Regions from separate parts of the Sus scrofa genome. Here region 2 is linked to region 1. The links are chromatin contacts, called in public Hi-C maps. All regions are on one chromosome and are shown on one strand. The core of a region is the stretch at or near the end of the contact, and the rest is flanking DNA. Distances in the headings are between cores, read along the strand shown. Region 1 holds the start of C4H8orf46. Region 2 holds the start of ADHFE1 (hydroxyacid-oxoacid transhydrogenase, mitochondrial).

The links. A called contact is a pair of places that touch in the nucleus more often than the background predicts.
Region 2: a Hi-C map of epiblast stem cells shows a contact between it and region 1, with 2.2 times the contacts expected there. The contact joins the promoter of ADHFE1 here to the promoter of C4H8orf46 in region 1. A contact is called at or near these places in 2 of 47 Hi-C or Micro-C datasets (embryonic fibroblasts and epiblast stem cells) and 1 of 2 datasets of contacts at active chromatin or transcription factors (alveolar macrophages).

Annotation. Positions count from the first base shown.
Region 1 is chr4:68,221,909-68,229,339 of Sscrofa11.1, reverse strand. C4H8orf46 reads left to right here and starts at 4,209. Exons shown (of 6, transcript XM_003125610.4): 1 at 4,209-4,905. The coding sequence starts at 4,839.
Region 2 is chr4:68,281,123-68,288,553 of Sscrofa11.1, reverse strand. ADHFE1 (hydroxyacid-oxoacid transhydrogenase, mitochondrial) reads left to right here and starts at 3,118. Exons shown (of 14, transcript XM_003125603.4): 1 at 3,118-3,225. The coding sequence starts at 3,167. RRS1 (ribosome biogenesis regulatory protein homolog) reads left to right here and starts at 341. Exons shown (of 1, transcript XM_003125604.4): 1 at 341-2,751. The coding sequence starts at 466. The coding sequence ends at 1,563. It overlaps LOC110260284 (a long non-coding RNA gene), which reads right to left and starts at 3,065. Exons shown (of 3, transcript XR_002343277.1): 1 at 2,949-3,065.

The sequences.
Region 1 (7,431 bases), core at 2,960-5,459:
AGGAGATCTTCTAAAACATGCATCACTGGGCTCTATCTCAGAGCTCCTAAGTTAGCAGGTAGGGTGAGCCTAAGAATCTGCACATCTAACAAGTTTCCAGGTGATGCTGACGCTGCCGTCTGGGGGCAACCTTAGAGCCACTTCGCTCCACCCAAATCCCAGCTGCATATTATAATCACCAGAGGGTGTTTATAAATACCTAAGTCTGGGCCCTAGAGACATTAACTAGCCTGGCAGAGAACCTGAGCTCTCCTAATTCTAACGCATCCAGGTCAGGAACATCTGCTCTCCTTGAGCAAAGGATCTGCTCAAACCCCAAAGTGTGTCCTGGGCTTCTCAGGAGCTCCTCAGAAACTCAGTCTCTCAGGCCCCACCCCTGACCTGTGGAATCAGAATCCGCATTTTAACAAGACCCTTGGAGAACCCATCACAGTCAAGTCTGAGAAGCACTGCTTAGGCTCCAGCCTAAATAGAACGTCGTCAGAGAGGGCGTCTTCCAGCACCTCTGCCAGGGCGGGTCTCCAGGGCCCCAGGTTGGAGAGAGAAACACAGTGGTAGCACCACTGAGCCCCTCCCATAGCCAGGCAGGCAGGTGGCTACACATACAAGACAGAAAGCTTTCCACTGACATTGACTGACTGCCCTCTGAGGAAGTGTAGAAGCAAAAATTTTAAAAGAGAAGTGGGAAGAATGTGTATATGTGTGTGACTAGGTCACTGTGTCATACAGCAGAAATTGACAGAACATTGCAAATCAACTATACTAAAAATAATTTTTAAAAGAAAAAATAAAATAGAAGTGGGCATCCATGCACCAGCAGTGCAGAACTCTCAGGAGTAACCTCCCATGACCTGGAAGAGGACTCCAAGAGTAGGACAGACTCTGCCCGTCACCAGGACGGGGTCAAGGGGACAGTGCCTGGTGTCAGAGGTAGGCTGTATACTTACAGACATAGAATACTAATCTGGGAGCTCGTCTTGCGGCTCAGTGGTTAACGAATCCGACTAGGAACCATGAGGTTGTGGGTTTGATCCCTGGCCTTGCTCAGTGGGTTAAGGATCCGGCGTTGCCATGGCTGTGGTGTAGGTTGCAGACATGGCTCAGATCTGGCATTGCTGTGGCTGTGCCGTAGGCCAGCAGCTATAGCTCCGATTCAACCCCTAGCCTGGGAACCTCCATATGCCCCAGGTGTGGCCCTAAAAAGGCAAAAAAAGGCAAAAAAAAATTAAGCATGCATATGTTATGACCCACATTCCCACTTCTAGAAGATATATAGAAGATATATAGTTAGATATAAGGATGTTCTTTGCAGCATTGTTTCTAATTTTAAAAAATGGATATAAGCTATGGCTCAATCAAGAAAGGAGTGGGGAGTTCCCGTCGTGGCGCAGTGGTTAAAGAATTCGACTAGGAACCATGGGGTTTCGGGTTCGATCCCTGGCCTTGCTCAGTGGGTTAAGGATCCAGCGTTGCCATGAGATGTGGTGTAGGTCGCAGACGCGGCTCGGATCCTACATTGCTGTGGCCCTGGTGTAGGCTGGTGGTTGCAGCTTCGATTCGACCTCTGGCCTGGGAACCTCCATGTGCCGCAGGAGCAGCCCTAGAAAAGGCAAAAAGACAAAAAAAAGAAAAGAGTGGATAAATTCTTATAACACAGTAGCCTCCTGCACACTTAAAGGATGGGAACTATATATGTTCCCCATAAATAAGTGCATGCATGCATATATGTGTATTATAGTTCCATTTCTATTTTTAAAAAACTATACACACACACACACACACACACATGAAAAAAATGCACCCACTAGTCTGTAAACAATAATTGCTTTTAGGAACTGAGACCTGAATGGAGGGAGCGGATTTCAATTTTTCTTTAATTTCTGAATGTGTAACAATAAGCAGGTATTTTTTTATTATTTAAAATATATTTCAAACAGGGAAGTTATTTAAGAATTGTTTTTCTCTGCATGTGTTTCCTTATATAAGCTCATTTATTTCTATGTTTCAGGTATAATCCTTAGATATAGTACAATATACTCTAATTGATTAAATTGGGCTTTCTTAGAAAAAAATCCAGCCTGGACCTCCTGATATTAAATCCAAGTAATCCTGATTGGCTTCTGGATGTCCCAGAGGGTTCTTAATTTCAATTTAGTATCAAGTCCTTGAAACCATATCTACGTCTTTTAGCCCCTGCTCTTTAATATTACCTCTTATTAAGCATTTGTTAACCAAATCCCCAGATTTCTTTTTCATAAATTACTGCTTAATCAGATCAACCCAATTCCATAATTAATTTTTAATGTAAAGGGAGATATTTTCATTCAGTTTTGTTAAATTTCTTGCAGATTTTATTACCTAGAGTCTGTTAACATGTCTTCAACATAATTTTTTTTTTTTTTTTTTTTGTCTTTTTGTCTTTTTAGAAAAGGGCCATACCTGAGGCATATGGAGGTTCTCAGGCTAGGGGTCTAATCGGAGCTCTAGCCACCAGCCTATGCCACAATCACAACACCACCAGATCCAAGCCGTGTCTGCGACCTACACCACAGCTCATGGCAAGGCCGGATCCTTAACCCACTGAGAGAGGCCAGGGATCAAACCCGCAACCTCACGGTTCCTAGTTGGATTTGTTAACCAGTGAGCCACGATGGGAACTCCATCTTCAACATAATTTTGGATCTTGCTTTCTACTGTACTAGGTGCTCCTCTAAACTTTATAGCATCCAAAAAGTGAATCACTGTGGAGGTTACAAAATCTATAGACAGGCCTTTTAGACAGTACTCTTTTTAGCTGAAAATGACCAAAATCTACTTAAGTTTAAGCAAAAAGGAAATCTATCAGATGGAGACAGAGCTATCTTATTGACCATGAGACAGGAAGGCCACAGGGCCAAGAGACAAGACAGAAAATGGGAAACCCTTAAGTGGGGGCAATCCTCCCCCTCCCCACCTTTTATGCTCTGTCTGAATCTCTCCACACCCACCCCTCACCCTCCCAATACTCCCTACACCCCCCAACCTCCCATGCCTCCCACTGGCCCCTCCCTGAGTGCACACAGAACCACAGACCCACCAAGTACAGGTCAATGTAAAAGGACTTGCTCTCCTCCCCTAACTAAAACTCTTGACCTTGGGTTTGCATCCGAGCCTCAGGCCCCTTCCAGAGTAGCATTCCACTTGTGTCCCTGGCTTCCCATTAGCTCCACCCCCACTGGTTCTGAGAACCTCCTCAGATATTGAAAGTCAATACCTTCCCTCTGGTCCCAGGCCAAGGTCCAACTTCTGTTTCCCGGAGGCAGAAGCCTGGGTTATGCGTTGTCCTGGTTCAATAAAACGTGCCCAAGGGGACAAATTCAAGTAGAACAGACATGGCTCCCCAGAGCCATACTCTGTGGCTGTGCTGCTCTCAGGGACGTGCAGGTAATGCTGACAACCACGGGATGAGTAAATGCCCCAGGTTTGTCTAAAACAGAAATATCAGAGGTCACCAGATCCAAGTTTAAGAGATTATGGCTCAGGTCCCCCCCAGGTTCAAAGTAGGGGGGATGCTTTGGAGATGAAGAATGGAGTACAATTTAGTGGTTAAGTACACTGGCTTTGGAGTCAGGTTAGGGACTAAATTCTGATTCTGCCATGAACTAGGTATTTTAATCTTGGGCAAATTAATCTCTTTATACCTCAGTTTCCTCACCTAGAAAATGGCAAAAATAATAGCTAGTCTCACCAAGTAGTTGTAGACATTAAATGAGATTATTTATCGGGCTCCCTAGCTCTTGGCAAGCATTTGATAAATGTCAGCTATCATTATTAACATTGCATCATCATCGTTATCAACAGGGAGAAATAAATCTATACTGGTGAAATGAAAGGCAGTGGGTTTGACATAATACACCTATGCTTCAACCATGCCTTATTTTTTTTGTGTATATATATATAGTGTGTATATATATATATACACACACACACACACGCTATACAGGATAAAACATAAGATATACAGGATATACATACATAGGATACACATAGGATATACACAGGACACATTTTATGTACATAAAATATAAGATATATAGGCTATAATAGGATATTTAGGATAATATATGTTAGGATATTTAGAATAATAAAAATATAACCTCCCTATAATTGGGCACTTCTAGTGTCAGGCACTGCTTGTCACCACACCCCTACAAGCACCTGCAGGCTTCTACAAGGAAATACTAAACACACAGCTCTCTAGAAATGCCAGCCTTGTCATGCTCTGGCGTGAGCCAAAAATGCTCTGGAAAAACAGTCCTTTTGTTTAAAATAGAAACTTTGAAGAGAGCCAAATTAGCACATGACAGATTACTGAATAGCCAGTTCTTCTGGAGGGGAAGGAAGAAAAAAACCCCTGTATTTCTGAAATGAAAGGGGGTACCAAAATTCACATTTCCTTTTCGGTAAAATCCTCCAGCCACGCTTGGCGCTACGCTAACCGAGTAGGCGATCTCACTTCATCACCACTTCACAAAAGACTTCCAAATTCACTGCGGCAGACACGGGCAAAATAAAAATGTTAAATACATCCTGGCTGGGAGGGGACTGAAGCCGCCACGCTCAATCAAAGGTTCGCAATAATAGGATTCATAAAAAAAAAAAAAAAAAAAAAAAGACAGATGGGATTAGAAAATGTTGCAGGGAAGACTCTGGAATGAGATGAGCTCACAGCACCAGCCTGTCTTTTGTGGACCAGCACAATGATCCCTGAGTCAGACTGGATTAGGAAACCTCGCGACTAGGGGTTTAGAGAGAGGCCTCCGGTTCCCCAGCACCTTTGGGGAGAGAAGGCTGAAACGATGCATCAGATTTACAGCTGCAGCGATGAAAATATAGAAGTTTTCACCACCGTGATTCCTTCCAAAGGTGAGTAAAATTGCCCTTGACTCTTTCCTTAATGTGGCAGCTTCAGAGGAGGGTCAAGACAGTCACGTGCTGTTTTACTAGGTTTACAAGCCTCAGGTCCCTGAGGTCGGATAGTCTCTGTTTTGATGGTGTTTGTGGTTGTTGTTTCTGAAAAGGAGGCACATGGATGAAGGTCAATCATTGAGAAAAAAATCCATCACGGGGAAAATGAGGGCAGTTAAAATACTCCCCATTTCACTTAATTCGATCCTGCTGACCCAATATGCTGACTGAAAGTGACAGCAAGCCATTGTTTTAGGAAAGAGAGATGAAAACAAAATTCCCAGGGCAGCTAGATAGACTCTTTCCTCTCCTCCAGGGAGCAAGTGGCTTTTGAAATGAGACAGCCCACTCAAAAGTATGATGTCTAACTGTGCCCTGAAATGTGAGGAGGGAGGCTGCCGGCAGCAGGCTCAAGTCCAGGGAAGTGGTCCAGTGATGGCCTGACCCCAGGGCTAGCTCCCAAAGTTAACCTGGAACCAGCACTGCCACGGGTGTGACTCTGTGCAAGCCCTGGTGCTCTGAGGTGAATGGTGTCAAGTCCTGGGAAGGGCTCTGGGTGACAGCTCGGAACCCAGGGGTCTGGGTCCTGGACAGCTCCCACCACCCCCCACCCCCACTCCCCCACCCCCCCGGCAGAGCTGGGCCCTCTCTCCGGCGCTCTGCACTCTCCCTGCCACCCCTGTCTTGCTGAGTAGAGCTCGGGATGCCACTTAGACCCTGGTCTCACTGTCAGATTGAACGCGGAAGGCTGGGGGTCTGCTGGTGACCCCCTGTTCAAACGATGCCTTTCTTCTTCCCGTGTCAGCCACCGACAGGGCCACTGCTGGGGGAAGGGAGACAGCCTGGCCACAAAGAGACAGCCAACGGAACACAAATTAAGCGTTAGACATCTACTGCCAGTTAGAGGGAGAGGCAAAAAAGAGCGGGGAGTCGCCCACGTGCTGAAGTTGGGACTCTCTCTGGAGACTCTGGAACTGCCTGGAAAGTCAAAGCCGACCCTCTGACCCAGCAGTCCCACTTCTGTAAATACTCTCACACCTGGAGGCTCACAGGGGCACTGCGTTCCCAAGAACAACACAGAAAACCACCTAAATGTCCTTGAAGCGGGGAAGGGATAAAATGTAGTGTGGTCAGACTCTGTAATAGTCCAGAGCAGTCAACAGGGATGAAATACATCTATGTGTATGGACAGGCAGGTCTCGAAAGCATAACGCTGAGAGAAATAAAAGCAGGCTAAAAATTACATGTGTGTGATCATTATTAAATATGGAAATACAAAACTACTATGTATTGTTTATGGATATATATCTGGAGGAAAATATAAAAGACATAGGCTGGAAAGACTTAAAAGTCAGTGATATTACCAGCCTTGGAGAGGGGGAAGGAAGCAGAATTGGGGAGGGTAAAAAGGGAACCAAACTTTGTCCTCTGATTTTCTTATTCCATTTATATAAGAAAACAAATTGAAAGCAAATATGAAAAATGTTAAAATGTCTATTTTCTGTAAATTTTTCCATCTAAAAAAATCTTGAAGGAGAAAAACATCAAAGCTGAGTGGCCTTTTTAAATTAAAAACTTATTACGCAAATCAGGGGCAGTGTCATACTTCACCTGAAGAAAATCATTCAAAACAAGGCCTTTGCCCTCATTTGCTTAGAAGAGGAGTCAAGAGACCCACTGCTACTTCTGTGCTGTGTGACCTTGGGCAAGCACTTAACCTCTCTGGGCCTAAGTTGCCACTCTTGTTAAAAAAACAGAGCTAGAACTTAACCTCTCAAGGTTATTGGTCAGAGGTGGGGGGAATGAAATATAGATAAAGTATATAAAGCATCTAGAACAGTACCTGGCATGAAGTAAGAGTCATTAAATATATCAATGTGATTTCTATTTTTATTCCATATTTAGAGCAATGAATATATTTAGTCAAAGATAAATATTCAATCCTATGTCTCTTTCTTGCCATTTTTATTCATGGCCACCTCCTGGTATTAAACCAAAGAGTCATCAGTATTCACGGACAGGTCAGACTCTGGAAGCTGTTCTCTAGAAAAGGAATATTTATTGGCAGTTTCATTTGAGACTGTACGTGGAAGAAGCCCACCTCTTCCTACACCCTATTTTGCCTCACCCTGCCTTCTCCAGAGCATCAAGCAGAGGGCTCTCAGTGGGAGAATTCAGTGCTAAGTCTTAAGTTACTGCTTATGAAAGAGATCAGTAATTCTCCATCCACTCCCATGGTCCCTGCCTGCAGAAACAGAGGCTGTTGGACTTTCTCTAACAGGGGTTATGATCCCCCTGGTATACACTCCCTCCCAGATGCTCCTGTTTAGTCAACATGCAATGACAATAACATAGACCAGAGCACAAGTTCAGCAGCCTGGCATTTAAAAGCACAGGCCTCGTTCCACCACCGTGTGAACCCTCATCCTCAGCACCTACCTACAAAACAGAGTTAATGAGGAGACCCGCCCCCACAGGGCTGCT
Region 2 (7,431 bases), core at 1,869-4,368, 60 kb before region 1:
CCATGGGCTCTGGTGAAATATAATTTATCTGTTCCCAAGAAGAACTGACTTAGTAAGTATCTTGAGAACTGACTTAACTTAGTGTAACACAGTCGCTCCGAGACCCCCTTATTCTGGGGCCCCCAAAATTTTCACTGCCCCTCCCTCCCTCACGCCACTGCCTAGTGGAAGCCCCGGTGCCAGTCAAACCTTGGACTTCGTAGTGCGCGGGTTCCTCGCTCCTGCTCCGCCTACATCCGGGCTGGAGCCCAAGGGCCGTCTCTAACCCCATCTGTTCTCCAACACCGCCCTCTGCCGGCCCTTCTTCGGGTCGCCCGCGTTGTGAGCCTTTTCCGGCTGCTCCGGAAGTGGAGCTTTCTCTTCCGGGACGAGCGTCTGGGCGACTGCACGTGGCTGTGTTGCCTTGGCCTTTGCCGGCGCTACTGGAGAATTGATTGGAACTGTTACCCCGGAACAGCCGGAGCCATGGAGGGCCAGAGCGTGGAGGAGCTGTTGGCAAAGGCGGAGCGGGACGAGGCGGAAAAGCTGCAGCGCATCACCGTGCACAAGGAACTAGAGCTGGAGTTCGACCTGGGTAACCTGCTGGCCTCCGACCGGAACCCCCCGACCGGGCTGCGGCATGCGGGACCCACGAAGGAGGCCGAGCTGCGAGCCCTGGCGCGGGACAACACGCAGCTGCTCATCAACCAGCTCTGGCAGCTGCCCACCGAGCGCGTGGAGGAGACGCTGGTGGCGCGGCTGCCGGAGCCCACCACTCGACTGCCGCGCGAGAAGCCGGTGCCCCGGCCGCGCCCTCTTACACGCTGGCAGCAGTTTGCGCGTCTCAAGGGCATCCGTCCTAAGAAGAAGACCAACCTGGTGTGGGACGAGGTAAGCGGCCAGTGGCGCCGCCGCTGGGGCTACCAACGGGCCCGCGATGATACCAAGGAATGGTTGATTGAGGTGCCGAGCAATGCCGACCCCATGGAGGACCAGTTCGCCAAGCGTATTCAGGCCAAGAAGGAACGGGTAGCCAAGAACGAGCTGAACCGGCTGCGTAACCTGGCCCGCGCGCACAAGATGCAGCTGCCCAGCGCGGCCGGCATGCACCCTACCGGACATCAGAGTAAGGAAGAGCTGGGCCGCGCCATGCAGGTGGCCAAGGTCTCCACCGCCTCTGTAGGGCGCTTCCAGGAGCGCCTGCCCAAGGAGAAGGCGCCCCGGGGCTCTGGCAAGAAAAGGAAGTTTCAACCCCTTTTTGGGGACTTTGCAGCTGAGAAGAAGAGCCAGTTGGAGATGTTGCGAGTAATGAACAGCAAAAAGCCTCAGCTGGACGTGACCAGAGCCACCAATAAGCAGATGAGGGAGGAGGACCAGGAAGAAGCGGCTAAGAGGAGGAAAATGAGCCAGAAGGGCAAAAGAAAGGGAGGCCGACAGGGTCCTGGGGGTAAGAGGAAAGGTGGCCCACCCAGCCAGGGAGGGAAGAGGAAAGGGGGCGTGGGAAGCAAGATGAATTCCGGGCCGCCGGGCTTGGGTGGCAAGAGAAAAGGAGGGCAACACCAAGGAGGAAAGAGGAGGAAGTAAATTTCAGCCTCGGACTTGTTTGTAAACCAAGAACTGTACTTAATGTTGACATCTAGGCACTGTAGGGGGACACCAAAGATGTGGCCCCTGCCTTCACTGAGCTTGAAGTTAAAGGGACAGCCTTGCCCTCCTCTGAAAATAGTATGTAAATATTGCACAGGACAAATTAATGTTATTTCCCACAACCAAAACTTTGGCTGAAGATTAAAGGATGTATTTAAGGCTATACGAATTAGGGAAAGAATTTGGTCGAAATTAGGAGTGAGTTCTGTTTTTAAACAGACTTTTTTTTTCCTTGTAAACTTTGTATGTGGTGTGAGGGAGGTCATATTTCAAAGACTTTTAGCATTGTTTTGATAACAAGCTTCTGTATTTATCAAAGTGGGGGAACAAAAAGATTACAAGGTTACATTTTCAGAACTGTTGTAAAGGCCATTTAATAAAGGTATGTCTGGATCTAATATTGCTTTCAAATTTTGTAAGTTTTAAGTAAAGCCAGTGACCTGGATACGTGTTACAGATTATTTTCATTTACTTTCTAGAAGATATCCACCAGCTAACTTATGACGTTAGCAAGACCGCTTTATTAGGAAAACTCATGCTCCTTTTGATACCTGATATATTATTGAAAGTGTACAACTGGTGTCTCTTTGAACACTGAAAACATTAATTTGCTCTAGCTGATAAATTTGTGCTTCACTAAATAATGCAATCTTAATTAATCCTAATTTTATACTTAAATTTTTATCAACATTTATGTCTCCAGTTCTTTTAAAGCTTCAAGTGGGATCTGTTTGGGGAAGAGAGAAACCCACAAAAACCTTGGAACATTATTATCTTTAGATTCATTTGTCACATTGACTTGAGCTGGTTTAATTAGGAGATGAAATGTTTACAGCTATCCTGGGTTTCTTTCCTTAATTGATTTCAGTAACTCACCTTCCTAAATATCTCCTGAAAATTAACAGTAAATCTAGAATGGGGGGAGGGGGCTTTTTTCTGCTGTTAGAGCTCTAGGGAGCCACTCTACTCTTGGTTTTTGGTCTGACAATTGATAGGAAATTAGAATTGGGAGTTCGTTTTGTCTTTTTTTCAGTGTTGTTCCCTTTTTACAAAGTTGTAGAAATTGCTATGAAAGAAAGGATTAATTCAGATTTCATAATGGGTTAATAAAAATATGTTCAATTGTTACTGTCTTAAGATAACTTTCTGATAAAGAGCTGTGCCATCGATAGTGTTTCTGCTAGGACAGGGGGCAGAAGGCAACATAGCATTTTAAAGGAGTCAGAGTGGAAAAGAATGCTCTTTCTCCACATTTCCCAGGTCTCCGACTAGTGACAAAGAGGATTTACACAGAGACTTGGGGAAGTATCCTAAACAGTTACCTGCATGGCAATTTCAAAGGCGGAGGGTGAGACCCTGCAGCTGGAGCAGTCGTAGTTCCGCCTCGTGGGAGAATGGCCTGGAGCCGGAGGGCTGCTGTGGGGGGCGCGAGACCCAGCGGAGCGGGTGGGCGGGCGCGGCCGAGGGGGCGGAGGGGAAGCCAGCGGCACGGATTGGCCGGCGGTGGGGGCGGGGCCCCGAGGAGGGAAACGGTGCAGCCATGGCCGCTGCCGCTCGCGCCCGGGTAGCACACTTGCTGAGGCAACTGCAGCGCGCAGCGTGAGTACGGGGTCGGCAGGCGGGCAGGGGACAGCGCATTCTTCCCGCAGTCATTTTCAGGAACTTTGGATCGCGTTGCCGCAGTGCGCGCCCGCGGCGAGCCAGCCTAGACAGCTCCGTCCCTGTGCCAAGCAGCCAGCGCTGCGCGGTGAGGCCGCTTGTACTCTGCCAGTTCTACGTTAGGGAAAGTAAGCCCCAGAAAGGAGAGCACCCGGTCTCAGATCAGGGCGGGCAATGGAGAGCCTGGCACAGTGACCAAGACAAATGCATGTGTCCAACCAACACATACGTACTGGGTGTATGTTATCGTGCCAAAAACTATTCTAGGAGCTGAAGATAAAAAAACGAAAGACTGCAGCAGTTTAAAATCTGGCAGGGAAAATTGCATGAGGGAACAGGGTGAAACTCTGTGCAGGACCCCACGGAAAGGTTCAGAGCAATAACCAGGAGCTTGACTCCTTGGTATGTGCAGGCAGTCAAGGAGTTAAACATTATGATACGTCTGACTTCTCCAAAAATGCCAGGTACTAGTAGCCACGTGATAAATGTGTTGAATGTGCAGATGCACAAGTCGGTCTGGGAAAATATGAGGGGAAAAAAAAGGTGGAGATAAACAGGAGGAAAGGATGGGAAGGAAAGAAGAATTTCAGGCAAAGGGAAGAACAGCACCAGAGGCAAAAGCCTAGTTCCAGGATCTAAAACTAGTTAAAAGTCTGGACTACCTTTATAAGAGGAGGTGAGGATAGAAAAGACAGATGTGGGAAGACCATGAATTAGAAAATAGCTAGGAGTTCCAGTGAGTTAAGAATCTGACTGCAGGGAGTTCCTGTTGTGGTGCAGCAGGTTAAGAGCCCAACTAGTATCCAAGAGAATAAGGGTTTGATCCCTGGCCTTGCTCAGTGGGTTAAGAATCCGGCCTTGCCAAAAGCTGTGGTGTAGGTTGGAGACGAGGCTGGGATCCTGCATTGCTGTGGCTGTGGCATAGGCCAGCAGCTCCAGGTCCAATCTGACCCCTAGCCTGGGAATTTCTATATGCCGAGGGTGCAACCCTCCCTAAAAAGAAAAAAAAAAAAGTCTGACTGCAGGGTTTGATCCTATGTGGTGCAGTAGGGTAAAGGATCTGGTATTGCCACAGCTGTGGGTGGCTTGGATTCAGTCCCTGGCCCAGGAAATTCCAAATGCTGCCAGCACAGAAAGGAAGGGAAAGAGGGGAGGGAGGAAGAGAAAAGAAAACAGCTAATGTTTACTGGGCACTTACCAGGTGCTAGGCACTTTACATGTACTATTAATAATAACTAATCCTTACAAGAACCCTATGCCATGCTGTGTTATTATCCTCATAGTATAGATGAAGTAATATCATGGAGAAAAATAATTTGCCCAGTGTCATACACTAAGTAAATGGCACACATAATTTGGACCCAGGTAATCTGGCTTCACCGTTCATCTTCTCAGTCCTGTACTAAGGAATTTTGTGTCCTATAGACAATGGAAAGCTGTTGAAGCAATAGTTCTCACTGTGAAACACATACTTTGAAATGCCCCATGGGAAAAGAATCCCACGGCCAAATAAGTTTGGGAAACCAACTGCTGCATTACCCCATGGAGAGTCAGGATAAACGTTAGCACATGAAGAGCTCTGAGAACTCCTGCGCAGGGGAGCGGGGCAGTTTTGCTGTATGTAGACTCTGTGTTCTAAATCTGCATCATCACAGAACTTTTATCAAGCAACACCACTCACATACCTTAGAATCAGTGTCACGTAGAACACGTTTTGGGGATAGTTGCATGCAAAGGAGTGCGGCGTGATTAGAATTAAGTTGGGGCTTTCTGGTGGCAGTGGAAAGACGAAAGGTAATTGTAGGGCTCCAGCTAAAGGCAGCAAGGAGAGGCAGCTGCTACAAGTGGTGGACGTAAGAAATATTAAGCTGTTGGTTAGCAGGATTTTGTATCTGATTAGTGAGACAGAAGTTGAGGTTTCTGGCAGGGGCATTGGGTAAACAGTGGGGCATTTACCAAGACAGAGACTGTAAGCTTTAGGGGGAAGGTGATGACTGTTTTGAGTTGGACATGCCTCAGGTACACCCAGGTGAAGGCCCCCAGCAGGTAACTGAATACCCTGTTCTGGAGCTCCAGGAGTGAGTGGGAAACTTACCAGTGCATAGAGGGCAGCTGAAAGCACAAGTTTAGAAGCAAAGGCCTTGGCAAACTGTAGACCTGGAAGAAAAGGGCTGAGGATGAAGTCCTGGGGAGCAGTACTGCGTGGTTCTTTGTTCTGCATATGTTGTTTAAAAAAATAAATAAATAGGGTATGCATTTAGAAAAAGTGGGAGATTTCAGGTAAAAACCTTGGAAAATTGGGAAATGGCCTCACTGGGCCTATGTTTAGGCTGGGGAAGGTCTGCAGGACTGAGGGGAAGCAGGGCCACCACTTTTGGGCAGGGCCAGCACTCCAGCTTCTGGAGAGCCATGTCCCCGACACCACAGGGCAGCCCACTGCCCAGTCCACCGACACAGCTGAGTGGACAGCCAGGCGCTCTGGCCTTACTTAGGTTACCTGCTGGTCTCTTTAAGCACTTGGATTTGCAAATGATTTGCACTTTGGAGGGAAGGGAAGCAGCTTTAAAAGAAAGGAGATGTGGCCAAAGAGGTGGGAGCAGGCCAGTTTTGCAATGCTCTCACCCCATACAGCAGGGAACTAAGCCGCCTGACATCCTAGAGGCAGGCGGGGCAGACAGTAAACTAGTAATTAAAAGTTAGAGCCTATTAGATAGTGATGGGTATTAAAGAGAAAGAAAAAGCAAACCGGGGGCTGGGGTGGGGGTGGGGGTGGAGAAGGACATGCGATTTCAGAGAAGCCAGTCAGAGAAGACCTCACTTGCTAGCCTCCTGTTGCCGCTATAACAAATTCCCACAAACCTGGTGGCTTAAAACAACGCTTATTTGTTATCTTACAGTTCTGGAGCTCAGAAGTCCAAAATCAGTTTTCCTGAGCCACAGTCAAGGTGTGAGCAGAGCCACCTTGCCCTCAGAGGCTCTAGGGCAGAGTTCAGTACCTTTCTGTTCACAGCTTCTGGAGCCGCACTGCTCGCATTCCTTGGTGGTGGCCCCTTCCCCATCTTGAGAGCCACCACCTTGCTTCCATGGCCACAATGCCTTCCTCTGTCAAATCTCTCCCTCTGCAGCTCTCTGTTAAGGAACATCACATGGTTACGTTTAGGGCCCACTCAGAGAAGCCGGATAATCTCTCCATCTCAAGATTCTGAATCACATCTGCAGAGTCCCCTTTGCCATATAATGTGACAGGTTCCAGGGATTAGGCTCAGAATGTCTTCCAAGGGCTCAGCTACGCCACATTTGCTGAATAAAGACCAGTGAAAGGAGGGTGCAAAGCACGTGGCTCCCCTGGGGAGGTGTCTGGAGGTGGAGCGTGTCCGGCGTGGTCTCCAAACAAGGTGACGACCAGAGCGGGCAGGAAAGAAAGGAGGCCAGAGATACTGGGAGCTGGGGGGTGGGGGGCAGCCAAGGATGACCCCAAGCTTTTCTGGCCTAAGCAACTGCAAGGATGACGTTCTCATCAGCTGGAACCAGAGGAGGCTTTGAGGAAAGATCAGGAACTGAGTCTTAGGCAGGGAAAATGTTAGATGTTAATAGGCATTCACATGAAGATGTTGAGGCAGCTGATTCTGGGGTTCAGGAGGGAGGTCTAAACAGAAAGGATAAAGTGGGAGCCATCAGCATAGAAGATATTCAAGGCCATGGGACCGGGGAGGGTCACTTGGGATGTAAATGTGGAAAGAAAAGAGAAGGCAAAGGCTGAATGCTGGAACCTTCCAGCATTTAGAGTCAAGAACATGAAAAGAAACTAGGACAGCAGCAGCCAGCGCAGTAAGAAGAAAACCAGAGAGTTATGTCATGGAAACCAAGGGCAGAAAGTTTTTCCAGGGAGGAGGGAGAGAAGGAAAGGACACAAATGACTGACAGGTCTGAACTGAGAACCAAGCGGTGCATTAGTGCTGAAGGGAGGGCACTCGTGACCTGGGAAGTCTGCCAGCAAAGCCACAGGGCAAAGGCTTACTGGAGGAGATTCCAGACAGAGAGTGGGAGAGGAGCCAGTGGAGAGAGCAGGTGTAGTCACTGAAGGGAAGGAGAGAAGTAGGGGTGGCGGGTGGGAGAGGGAAGAGGGACAAGGGGAAGTTGCTGGTT